Linked DNA regions of Macaca mulatta: region 2 is linked to region 1. A link is a contact called in public Hi-C data. All regions are on one chromosome and are shown on one strand. Each heading gives the region's core, a stretch centred on a gene start, on an enhancer-like site or on the middle of the called end of the contact. The rest is flanking DNA. Distances are from core to core; before and after follow the strand shown. Region 1 holds the start of GRPEL1 (GrpE like 1, mitochondrial). Region 2 holds the start of TBC1D14 (TBC1 domain family member 14).

Region 1 (5,794 bases), core at 2,336-4,835:
CTCCGTCTCTTGGGTTCAAGGGATACTCCCATCTCAACTGCCTGAGTAGCTGGGACTACAGTCGCTCGTCACCACACCCGGCTAATTTTTTGTATTTTTAGTAGAGATGGGGTTTCACTATGTTGGCCAGGCTGGTCTTGTACTCCTGACCTTAAGTGATCTGCCCGCCTTGTCCTCCCAAAGTGCTAGGATTACAGGCGTGAGCCCCCGCACCTGGCCTCTCTTATGTATTTTTAGAGACAGGGTCTCGCTGTCACCCAAGCTAGAGTACGGTGGTACAATCATAACTCACTGTAACCCCGAACTCCTGGGCTCAAGTGATCCTCCCCCCTCAGTCTCCCAGAGTGCTGGGATTACAGGCATGAGCCACTGTGCCTGTCTTTTTTTATTTTTATAAGATCTTCTATAGTACATGCCTAAACTTACATGTCAATGTGCCAAGTTACAGTAGTTGGTACACAATAGTACTAACCTCCTTCTCTTTCCATTCTAAGGTGACTGAGACAGTCTGCCCAGACCTAACCACCTACTTATGGAATAGCTACTACTAGAGTGAGGCCAGCCTATTGCTGATCCTGGTAACAAAGATAGACCCAGCAGAGATCTTGCAAAAAAGAAGGTATCTAAACACAAAGAACTGTAATTTGGGATTTAAAAGTGATTAAGACAGGCTCGGTGGCTCACGCCTGTAATCCCAGCACTTTGGGAGGCCAAAGCAGGTGGATCACCTGAGGTCAGGAGTTCGAGACCAGCCTGACCAACATGGAGAAACCCCGTCTCTACTAAAAATACAAAATTAGCCGGGCATAGTGGTGCATGCCCCTAATCCCAGCTACTTGGGAGGCTGATGCAGGAGAATCGCTTGAACCCGGGAGGCGGAGGTTGCGGTGAGCCGAGATCTCGTCACTGCACTCCAGTCTGGGCAACAAGAAGAAAATTCCGTCTAAGAGTTACACAAAAGGGATCAGAGGTGGAATGACGGGATAGATGCAGCTTCAGGAAGAATAAACTGCTTGGACAAAGGCATGAAGACAGGAAAGCATGGGGTACGTATGGTGAACTAGACCAAGACCAAGTGATAAGCCCAGGTCACAAAGCCATTAACGAATGATAAAATAAAGTCTTAAAACCTAGATTTCTTCACCAGGACCAGAGAACCTTTTTTTTTTGAGACAGAGTCTCGCTCAGTTGCCCAGGCTGGAGTGCAGTGGTGCCATCTTGGCTCACTGCAAGCTCCGCCTCCCGGGTTCACGCCATTCTCCTGCCTCAGCCTCCTGAGTAGTTGGGACTACAGGCGCCCGCCACCATACCCGGCTAATTTTGTGTATGTATTTTTAGTAGAGATGGGGTTTCACCGTGTTAGCCAGGATGACCTCAATCTCCTCCCCTCGTGATCTGCCCGCCTCAACCCCACGTTCACAAGCCCGAGACCCCTCTCACCCCAGTACTGGGAGTACCTGGGACTACAGGCATCCACCAACACGCCTGGCTAATTTTATTATTATTTTTTTTTAGTAGAGACAGGGTTTCACCATGTTAGCCAGGATGGTCTATGATCTCCTGACCTCGTGATCTGCCCACCTCAGCCTCCCAAAGTGCTGGGATTACAGGTGTGAGCCACCACACCCGGCCAGGACCTCTTTTTAAATTAGGCCAGTCCAATCTGAGAATAAGCTACATTAAATTTTCTTCCCAGATTAAAACTGCTTCAACGAATAGGAAGGCTGCCAGCACACAGAACTTACAGTCAAGGTTGTTTATTGCAGCACTGCAGAGCGACAAGTTGGAAACAATATTTGCCAGTGAGGAAATGGTTGAATAAACTTGCTAACACAATCTGGAATATTATGCAGCTCCTAAAAATGGGTTAAACTGCCATTTATTGGATACACTTTGGGTGTTCTGTTAAGGAATGCAACTTACAGAAAAATACACAAAACAGGATCCTATTTTTGTAAAGACAAACTAGAAATCCTGTGTACTTATTATTATCTCAGATCTGTGGAAAGAAGTGGAGTGGAAGCATCTTACAGTCTTGCCATGGGGGTGGAGAGCGATGACCATTTTATATTTTTACTCTTGTGAATTTAAAAAACTAAGAATTTAAATAAAAACTGAGTATACTGTTGTGAAGCCCACCTCCCTCTCCAGCTGTTCTGCCTGGGGGTGTGACAGCCACCAGCCTTTCTGCAGGTCAGCTCTGCACTGACCCCTTTCCAAAGCACAGCCAACACAAAGTGTGGCCAGGAATGCAACAGGACCCACACCCAGGGCCATCTCGTTCTGCAGAGGGAAACTGAGTCTCAGAAAGCCCAGTAACTACTCTGAGAGCTATGACTACCAGTCAGCTCTCCTCCCTTTCCCTAGTTGAGCATCTTTCCACAGAACTACCATTCTAGAGACAGAAATGATGATGACTCGGTGGTCGCTTTCCTGGCAATTAATTCCAATACAAAACCACCAATTACTTTACCAAATTCTTTTTACTCAAGTATTCCACGTGGGTCGCTGCTCTTGGCTCCTATGTTTTTAAGATATAATTTATTAAGCTCGCACTTACCCCTTAATCACCTCGACTGAAAGTGATCTTCACCTCACCTACCTGCTCTCTTTCAGGGAAAAACCGCTTCTCGCTGCCCAGCTTTTGGCCAATTTGGCCCTCAGTGGCTTCTCTAATCAATAACTTGGTTCTAGGCAGCTCCTCCAGCAAGTACTTGCCATACTAACTTCTGAGGTAGAACTTTTAAAAAGCAGAAGCAGCAGGTTTGAAAAAAAAAAGGGCACTGACTCTCGTGGCCCTCAGGCCCGAAATGTGCGCTTGTCTCAACAAACTCTTCGTCCAGCAGCGGCACAGGCTCGACTGCTCTTTTGATCTCAGACGCTGGAGAAGGTGGAGTGAAGGAATTCGAGGCCGAGTGGAAAAAGCCCGTGAACGGGCAACACGCACCTTGCGACACGAAGTTTCCCGATCACCGCTGTGGCCCCGGCCTCGAGCCGCCGCACGGAAATGAGTAACAGCTCCTGCCTAGGGCACACCCGGCCGGGCTCGGCCTCGCTGCGTGACCTTGGACAAGTCTCGGGCTTCTTTGGTCGCTTTTTCAACCACACAAGTTGCGGCTGCCTCTGCGCCCGTGAGCGCCGAGGTCGTGAACGCGCGCGAGGCGTCGCCGCTGGCCCTGGACCACACGCGCACGTGGACCACCGTACCTTCCGAGCCAGACGCCCCAGTGCTGCGGTACTCTCCTGACACGGCGCCCGCCCACTCCACCCTTCCCGCCCAGGTGGCCATGCTCGGCCTCTCCAAAGCCCCGAACGGAGAGCCTGGCCGCAGAGCAGGCCCCAGCGGGGCGATCCGCGTCCCGCAGCGGGGAACCGCGAGCCTGGGGATGCCCAGCTCCGGGGCCGGGGAGGAGGCCCCGGGGCCAGGAAAGGTCCCCATCGGAGCGGGAGGTCGCGCTCCCACCTCAGCTGAGGGAGGCCAAGTGCCCCTTACCTGAGAGACAACGCCAAAGCCGGAAGACTGCGCCGCGCCAGCCTCACGCACTGAGCCGCCATGATTGCCACTGCCTGCCGCCGCCGTCGCCGCGCACGCACCAAGCGTGCGTGCAGGCAGCTATACCCACTTTTCCGCCCTACTACTTCGCCTCAGCCAATCCGTAACCGCTTTTCCTGTTATGGACAGGCAATAGTCACCAATAATTGTGGGTCACGGAAGAGCATTTCCACCCCCTCGGTGGGCGGGGCCTGAGGCTTACCGGCGGCCGCGAAGAGGTGAAAGGTGAAGTGAGCATTGGGAGGAGCCTCCAGTAGGCGTGGCGATGCCGGGAGGAGCCAATGAGGAGGCAGCGTGAGGGGGTGGGCCCAGAGCCCGGGTTGGGGCGTGCGCGTTGCGAGCCGGCAGGGGCTTCGGAGCCGGGGTTTGGGTAGGAGCCCAGTGCCAGTTTCCCGTTTCCCGGCCTGCACCCGCCAGTGCGCTGACACTCCGGGCCTCCCTTTGCTCTGGGAACGAGCGTGGGGAGCACTGTTCACCCTCACACCCTGGCTCCAGATCGGCGCGGAGCACTCCATGTTTGCTAAATGAAACTGAAGCCTCGGCGCGAGCGCCACCCAAACGGCGGCGCAGGTGCTTGAGAAATAACCGCGGAGGCAACCGCTTGGGAAGGCGCCCCCACCCCGACCCTGCTTCTCCGGGCGCCCGAGGCGGAGAGGAGAAGGCGCTGGGGTCTCCGTCTCAACCAGTGAGTTCTGGTGAAACGGGAAACAAAACCCAGGAAGCAAATGGGACAAAATGTTGGCGGTTTTGATGCTGGATGATGGGCATATGGGCGTGTGTTTTGTACCTTTCTGTTATCTTCAGTTTTCTCAAAACACGAAAAACAGACTAAGAACAGCGTATAGAAAACATTGGGGCACAACTAAAGCTCATAAATGCACACGTCTTCATAACCTGACCGAGGTCCGTGCTGCTGTAGCGCATACCCCCAAGAGCAGAGGTGCTGGAAGAGCAGGGGCGGCGTGTTCTCATGGTCCCGGTGCCGGCCCCCAAGCGGGATTCCCGTGGGAGATAGGGCCTGGCTCCCGCTTCAGCACAGCGTGGCCTGGAGTGCAGTTCTGACTGCCAAGATCTGAGGACTGGAGCCCGTGCCCTCCCCAGGATCCCAGACTTAAGAGTCCCTGCCCTCCCCGGGATCCCAGGGCTCGATCCTGTGCCCTTCCCGGGATCCCGCGGGGGAGCCCATGCTCTCCCCAGGATCCCAGACTTAGAGCCCATGCCCTCCCCAGGATCCCAGGGCGCGAGTTGGTGGCTTCTCAAGTGGTGTGTTGCCTGCTTGTTACATTAGTGAAAGTAGGACCATTTGAGTAAAGGACCAAACTTTTATTCTTTTGCTTTTCTCCCATTGAAACCATTCAACCCATGCTGATTAACACCTACTGTTTGCCAGGTAATATGCCCCTTGCAGAAAGACGCAAAAAAATAAACCCCAAATGTGGGATGTTGTACAGGACAAATGACCTTGTCAATTAATACCAGTAATTAAGATAATAGTATAATTATGATGATAATATAATTAATTGGAGCCTGGAGGAAAAAAAAGAAAGTGGAACTGAACTATTAGAGAATAAACGAGCTTAAAAGATGCCATTGAATTGAATGCGTGGAACTTATTTGGATCATGACACAACAAACCAGCTTAAACGAGGCATTTGAGAGATAGGTGGGGGAAATTGGAATATAAACCGGGTATTAGATGGAAACTGGGAGTTATCGATACTTTTGGTAGGGAGCAGTAACGGCTGGTGGGTAAAATGTCCTAACCTTTAGAGATGCAAACGGAAGTATTTACAGTAAATTGCCCCTATGTCTGGTATTCACTTTGTAAATTCTCCGTGAAAAAAAATTCAAGGACAGGTGAAACACAAGTGGCAATTGTTAGTAATGGTTGAAGCTGGGTGATGAATGCCACAGGAGTTATGACGATTTTCTTTTGCATGTGTTTGTAGTTTTCTGCAATACAATTTATTTTATTTTATATATATATTTTTTGAGACAGAGTCTCATTCTGTTGCCCAGGCTGGAGTGCAGTGGCGCGATCTCGGCTCACTGCAAACTCTGCCTCCCGGTTCAAGTGATTCTCATGCCTCAGCCTCCCTAATAGCTGGCACTACAGGTGTATGCTACCACACTTGGCTAATTTTTTGTCTTTTTGGTAGAGATGGGGTTTCACCATGTTGCCTAGGCTGATCTCGAACTCCTGAGTTCAAGCAGTCTGGCGTCGTCAGCCTCCCAAAGTGC
Region 2 (5,904 bases), core at 2,598-5,097, 160 kb before region 1:
TTAAAGATTTTTCTGATGGCTCCTTTTGAGTTACTCTATTCCCTTCCCTCATTGCTGGACATGTACATTATGTCCATGTTACTTTTGTAACATGAGACTGCTCCCATTTTATGAATGGTAAAACTGTGGTGAACACTTTTTGACAACAGTCTGCCTCAGTTTGGGGATAATTTTATATAAGGATGGCTCCCTTCAGTTCTGTTATGAGACCGAAGGAATTCTGTGTGTTAGAATGTTTTGTTCGTGCCTCCTTTTGTGGTACCCATGCCTTTGCCCTGTGGTGAATGTACGGCTACTAGGAGTTCCGGCTCCCTGAATTTGCTGCTCAGAATGGACTGCAAGCTAGGACACAGGTAACTGCCTTTGTTAACTGTGAGACGCCAGCGGCTGGGCTCTGGTGCGCGGGCCTGAGTGCTGCTGCTTGCCACCAAGTGCAGAGGTTCTCCGCAGCTCCCCTGCTTACTTGGCACTTTGCCATTTCGGTGGCTCTTGCTGTCTTCTGTGTGCCTGAGGTTTCTGATCTCTAGCCATCTGGGCTATTCCTGCCTTTGCTTTTTTTTCTCATACTGCTCAATTTCCAGAACCAACAAGAGAAACCTCAATTCCAGGCATTGTGTCCTAAAAACGAGAAGTCCTGTCTCCATGGTGAAGGAGATGACACTCCAAGTTATGGAGGCAGAAAGGATCTGCTTCTTCATGGACTCCTGAGAGCCCTTGGGCCAAAGGGAAGCTCTTTGGAAAAAATTAATGCTTCTCAATCTGCCCCTGCCCCATAGGGATGGGCCCATTGCCCAGTTGAGCTCCTTGTGTGGCATCACAGCTGCTGTTACTTTCATTCATGCTGTCGCCCTTGGTGACTCTGAACAGGAGCCGGGGCAAGGGGATTGGGAAGGAGGATGGAGACTGGGCAGCAGCTTTTGGACGCGGGGGTCGAGCTGGGAGCTCTGGGCTAAGTGACCTCACCGCCTGGGGCCTGTTTCCTTGCCTGGAAAAGGAGAATCCAGGTGCCAGCTTGGCAGCTTGTGTGGATCAACTGTGATAATAGAGATGAATCAGCCAGCACAGCCCAGGGCACTGGGATGACTCCAGGTAGAGACACAGGTACCAGCAAGAGTCACGCATCCATTCCACAATGGAGCTCACATCTAGGGGCTGAGAAAGAGCTGGGACAAAAATGTGTGTTGGGGAAACTAGATGGATCCCCGGTATCTCCTGAGACGCAGGCAGGCTCGGCAGCGCAGGAAGCCTCTGGCCTTATTGTGTGCACACCTCCCACTGCCCCTGAGCTTGGGCCATTCCGCACACCTCTCTGTGGGCCTCAGTTCTCCCTCTGAGTAGTCAGAGGGGACCTGATGTTCTCTAAGGGTCCTGCCAGCTCTCACACCTGGTGATGACTCTCCCGAGACATGCCTCTGGTCAGATAACCGTTTTCCTTGCAAGGGGACAAGGCTGCATTTTTCTTTTTTTTTTTTTTTTTTGAGACAGGGTCTCGCTCTGTCACCCAAGCTGGAGTGCAGTGGTGTGATCTTGGCTCCCTGCAACCTCCGCCTCCTCAGCTCAAGCGATCCTCCTGCCTCAGTCTCCCAAGTAGCTGGGACTACAGGTGTGTGCCACCAAGGCCAGCTAATTTTTTTATTTTTTATTTTTATTTTTTGGTAGATGGGGGGTTTTGCCATGTCACCCAGGCTGGTCTTGAACTCCTGGACTCAAGACATCTGCCCACCCTGGCCTCCCAAAGTGCTGGGATTACAGGCATGAGCCACAGTGCTAGGCCAAGGCTGCATTTTCAAGATACCACCTGTCTGTCTGTCCTGGAAGCCCTAAAACAGCAGTTGTGGGCTGTGGGTCACCCTGGTGTCCCTAGCACCCAGCACGAGCGGACACCGAGTGGGTGCTCACGGCTGTCTTCCATGGACACTGGGAAAGGCATTCCCCTCCCCAACTCCAAGGTGAGCTGGCCCCTCCTGCCTAGCAAGCTTTGGGAGGCTCCGAGGTCAGGCTGGAAAAGGTCCCTCAATGCGGTGTCTGAGGAGAGGGGGGGCGTGCTAAGAGTTCTCCAAACATGCTAGATACTGTCATTTAATTTAGACTTGTTTAAACCTCACTACAACTCAACTTGGGAGGTGCAGACGCCATGTTTCTTGTACATATGGGAGGGTTGGGGCGGAGCAGGGGAGGCTTCCTGGAGACTTGAGGAGTTAGCCAGCCCGGGGGCTCCCATGCGGAGGTCCTTTGCCTGGAACGGATGAGAGGGCGCTAAGAGGCCTGGCTTTTGTCCACACTAAGCGATGGCTTTACTTGGGGGAGATAATCCTTCTGGTAACCTCAGGTAGAGTCTGCATGCGGAATGAGATGGCTTCATCTAGCCAGTTATGATGGGGGTCGACGTCCAAGGACCAGTTTAGCAGCCAGCAGAGCTGAGATCCAGGGCTTACTGCCCTGATCCCGGGATTACCTGCACATCAGAGATGAAGGTGAGGGAGGTGCTAAGAGGTGAAGTGGCCACCCACAGCCACATGACTAAATCCTGTTCGCCGTGTTCTTAATTTTGTCAGACTCAAGTTGCAATGAAGATTTGTCTAGAACATGTCTGGGCGCTGAGGGCAACAGGTAAGGCGTGGGTCAAATCACGCTGCAGGTGCAGGTGATGACAGGCTCCGGGAGAGAAGGGGTGGGCACAGCAGGATGACCAGTGAGGAAAAGGCAGGCAGAGGGCGCCAGGTGCAAATCTGCAGGACCACAGACTTTGGTTCTGGATACAGAACAATGGTTCCTTGTCATTGTAGGGCTTTAGACCCTAAGACTCAGAATTAGGGCTGGAAGGGATTTGGGAGCCCCAAGCAGATCTATTAATCCAACGCATTAAATTGCTAATTAAGTCACGACTGAAGCAGTCTGTACTTTTCCACTAGGGTTTACTTAGAAAAAGCTGGGGAGGCCTTGTTTTAAGAGGTATGAAGGAGGCCTCGTATTATTTTTACTTAAAACCCCCAGAAATTTAAGCATTTATAAAGCTTCTATGATGCAGCACTGCGAGGGATGTTAATGTTTGCTTTCAAGAGATGGCCTTTAAAAATCCCTCTTGCTTCTGCGTCATATCTCATAGATGGTGAGGGTTTTTACAGCCACGAGCTGGAGGGGAGACCCAAGTTCGGGGTTCCCTAGCCCATCCCTAAAGACCGCAGCAGAGACAGATCTTCCATTTCATGCTTCCAGATGCTTCCTGTAATGGGAAAACTCCTCCTGCCCCTGACCTGAATGGCTGAGTCTTCCGTTAGATTGGGCTGTAGTCAGTCTCTCCCGGGTTTCCTCTCTGGTAATTTATCTGCCAATGACAACCCTCAGGGCTCCCGGTTGGCAGGAGCCAAAGCCAAGTGGAAATCCAGGCCTTCTGGTTCCCAGCGCTGGGTCTCTCCTCTTGCCCTCAAGTCCCCAGAATCTAAGGACAACCCAATAAACAGTCAAATACCTACTACTTGCCAGGTCCAGGGAAAATAGCAGTAAACAAGATAATCCCGGCTTTCCTCATGGAACCCACAGTCTAGAAGGGGAATGAAGACCCAGTGCCCGTCAACAGGGGCTTCTGTCTACCAACTTGTGGAGGGCCCTGGGGCAGGGAACCCGGTTTCTGCCCCTCTCAGCTACTGACCCACCCGGGTCCTTGGGCGAAGGGCTTCATCTCTGAGTTCGTTTCCCGCTTTGTACAATGGCTATGATCATAGATCCCGTCTCTGGAGTTTGTGCAATGTTGAAGCCAAAGATGTAGATAACGCCAGGCCAGTGGCTTCCAAATCCGCGTGCACATTACACAGCTTCCTAAACTGATGATGCTTCCATCTCATCTTCAGAGACTGTCACTTAATCGGCCTGGGCTTCGGAATATTAAGAGCTCTGCAGGCAATGCTAAAGTGCAGACCAGTTTGGGAATTACAGCGCCAGGCACTGTGTCACAGCGCGATTACGAGAGAACGTTCGGAAAAGCCCTTTATAGATTGAGACTGAGGCCGGCTGGGAGGACGCCACGGCGCCGCTCCCAAGACCACTGCGGCGGGGCCTGAGCCCCGGTGTCACGCAGACCTTCCCTTCCGCGGCGGGGCCCGGGCTGTCTCCGGCACACCGGCCGGGACAGGGGCGCCCCATCGATGCGCTCCGCCGCTCGGCTCCCTACGCCTGAGCCCTGCCCGCTCGAGCCCCTTCCCCCTCCCGGCCGCTTCCCACTTCCAAGATGGCTGCGGGTACAGCCGACCAGGTAAGGGGGCCTCTGTCGGATGTCCGCGGGGGCTCTGCGGGCACAAAGGCCCGCTCAACGCAGTCCCTCGCCACTCCGGTTGGTTCTCGGGAGAAAAAAGGGCTGGCGACGCCGCTCCGGAGGCCCGCGGCGGGCGGCCCCCGGAAGAGGGACAGTCGGGCGAGCGCCGAGCTCTAGACGCGGCGGCACGGGCGGAAGAGCGGGCGCGGGCCGGCAGGGGCGGGGCGCAAGTGCGTGGGGGCGTGTTCAGGGGCGGGCGAGGGGGCGGGGCGAAGCGAGGGTGCGCGCCGCTGTTCGCCGCGGGCTGCTCGCGCGCACCTGCGGGCCGGACCGGCTGCCTACCGCGCGCCCGGCGTCTTCGCAGCGCGAGTTGCGGGTCCTGCGGGGTCTGGGCTGCGGGCCCGCGGGTCCCGGGGATGGCGTCGGAGCCGCGCTAACTCCGGTACTGAGAGCCTCCCGCGGGGGACGGGCCGCGGGCCGCGGGCCGCGAGGGAGGGCAGGGCGCGCGGGGCCGCCACCTGCTGCAGCGCCGGCCGAGGCGGGGAGCGGCCGGGGCGAGGCGGGTCGCCGGGCGCGGGTCCTGCTGGGTGTCCCTCGCCGCGCGGCCGCGGCTTCTGCACGCCAGGGCAGCGCGTGCGTGACGCCCGGGGTGCCGTCGCGGGGCCTCCGGGGCTGGGGCGACGCTCGGGACTCGGCGGCCCTCGCGGAGGCGCGCGCTGTGTCCCGCTCCTTTCCCGGAACTTGACGAAAAGTTTTCCTCCTCCGACGCGAGGCTCCCGGCCTGAGAGGAGGCGGCTGGGTGCGCCAGACCCCGACCCCGGAGTCCCCTTCCACCTCGGACGCTCAGCCCCCAGGGCAGCGGACCCTCCTCCTTGGAGCCCCTGACCCCCCTTTCATCTCGGACGCCTCTACCCCTGGAGTCCCTGATCCGCGGAATCCCCTTTCATCTCGGAGCCCAGACCTCCTTGGACCTCCACCCCACGCGAACCCTCTGTCCCTGGGCTAGGGAATCCCCCTGCCTCCGCCTCGGAGACTCCCATTCCCGGGCGGCTGAGACCCTGGCCTGGGGACCCTCTCGGGGCCGGGGTAGCTGCCTTGAGGAGTGAGTCCAGGGACTCCTGGCCCCCTCCCGCCAGGAGTCTCTCTAGGCTGTGGGGCCCGGCCCTGATGGGAACGGCTGGTCAGGAGGATAGGGGAATGACCCTGCGGGTCCCGGAGTGACTGCGCCTGACCAGGCCACGTGAGGTCGTTTCTGTCTTAAAGTTGCATAGGACGCCGTTTTCCCCAGCGTGGAATTGGAAGTTTTGCTTGGAAAGGTTTTATGGGCACCGGTGCCTTTTGACCCTACTGGAGGCCCCGGGGCATCACCTTGGTTATTTCACGCAGTGAGGCTAGCTGAGGAGGGTAGTCGTGGTGGGGTCTTGGGGACAAAATGCTCACTGTCTTGCCCCCAGTATTGTAGGATGTTAGCACCTAGTTACTGTCTTGTCTGGCTTTTATAGAGGTGGGTTGCCTGTTGGAAACTGGTAGTCGCTTTGCCTGGACTGGGCTAGTCCTTAGAGCAGTCTTAGAACACTTCCTGTTGCCCAGTTTATCTGGCCAGTACCAAGCCATATCTCAGTTTGGGTATGGCTTCCCCTCTCCGACCAACCCTC

Evidence for each region. A called contact is a pair of places that touch in the nucleus more often than the background predicts.
Region 2: a contact with region 1 is called in a Hi-C map of cortical neurons, with 2.2 times the contacts expected there. The contact joins the promoter of TBC1D14 here to the promoter of GRPEL1 in region 1. A contact is called at or near these places in 3 of 14 Hi-C or Micro-C datasets (blood, cortical neurons and liver).

What each region holds. Positions count from the first base shown.
Region 1 is chr5:5,966,960-5,972,753 of T2T-MMU8v2.0, reverse strand. GRPEL1 (GrpE like 1, mitochondrial) reads right to left here and starts at 3,585. Exons shown (of 4, transcript NM_001261551.1): 1 at 3,494-3,585. The coding sequence starts at 3,555.
Region 2 is chr5:6,125,521-6,131,424 of T2T-MMU8v2.0, reverse strand. TBC1D14 (TBC1 domain family member 14) reads left to right here and starts at 3,847. Exons shown (of 13, transcript XM_078003141.1): 1 at 3,847-4,249.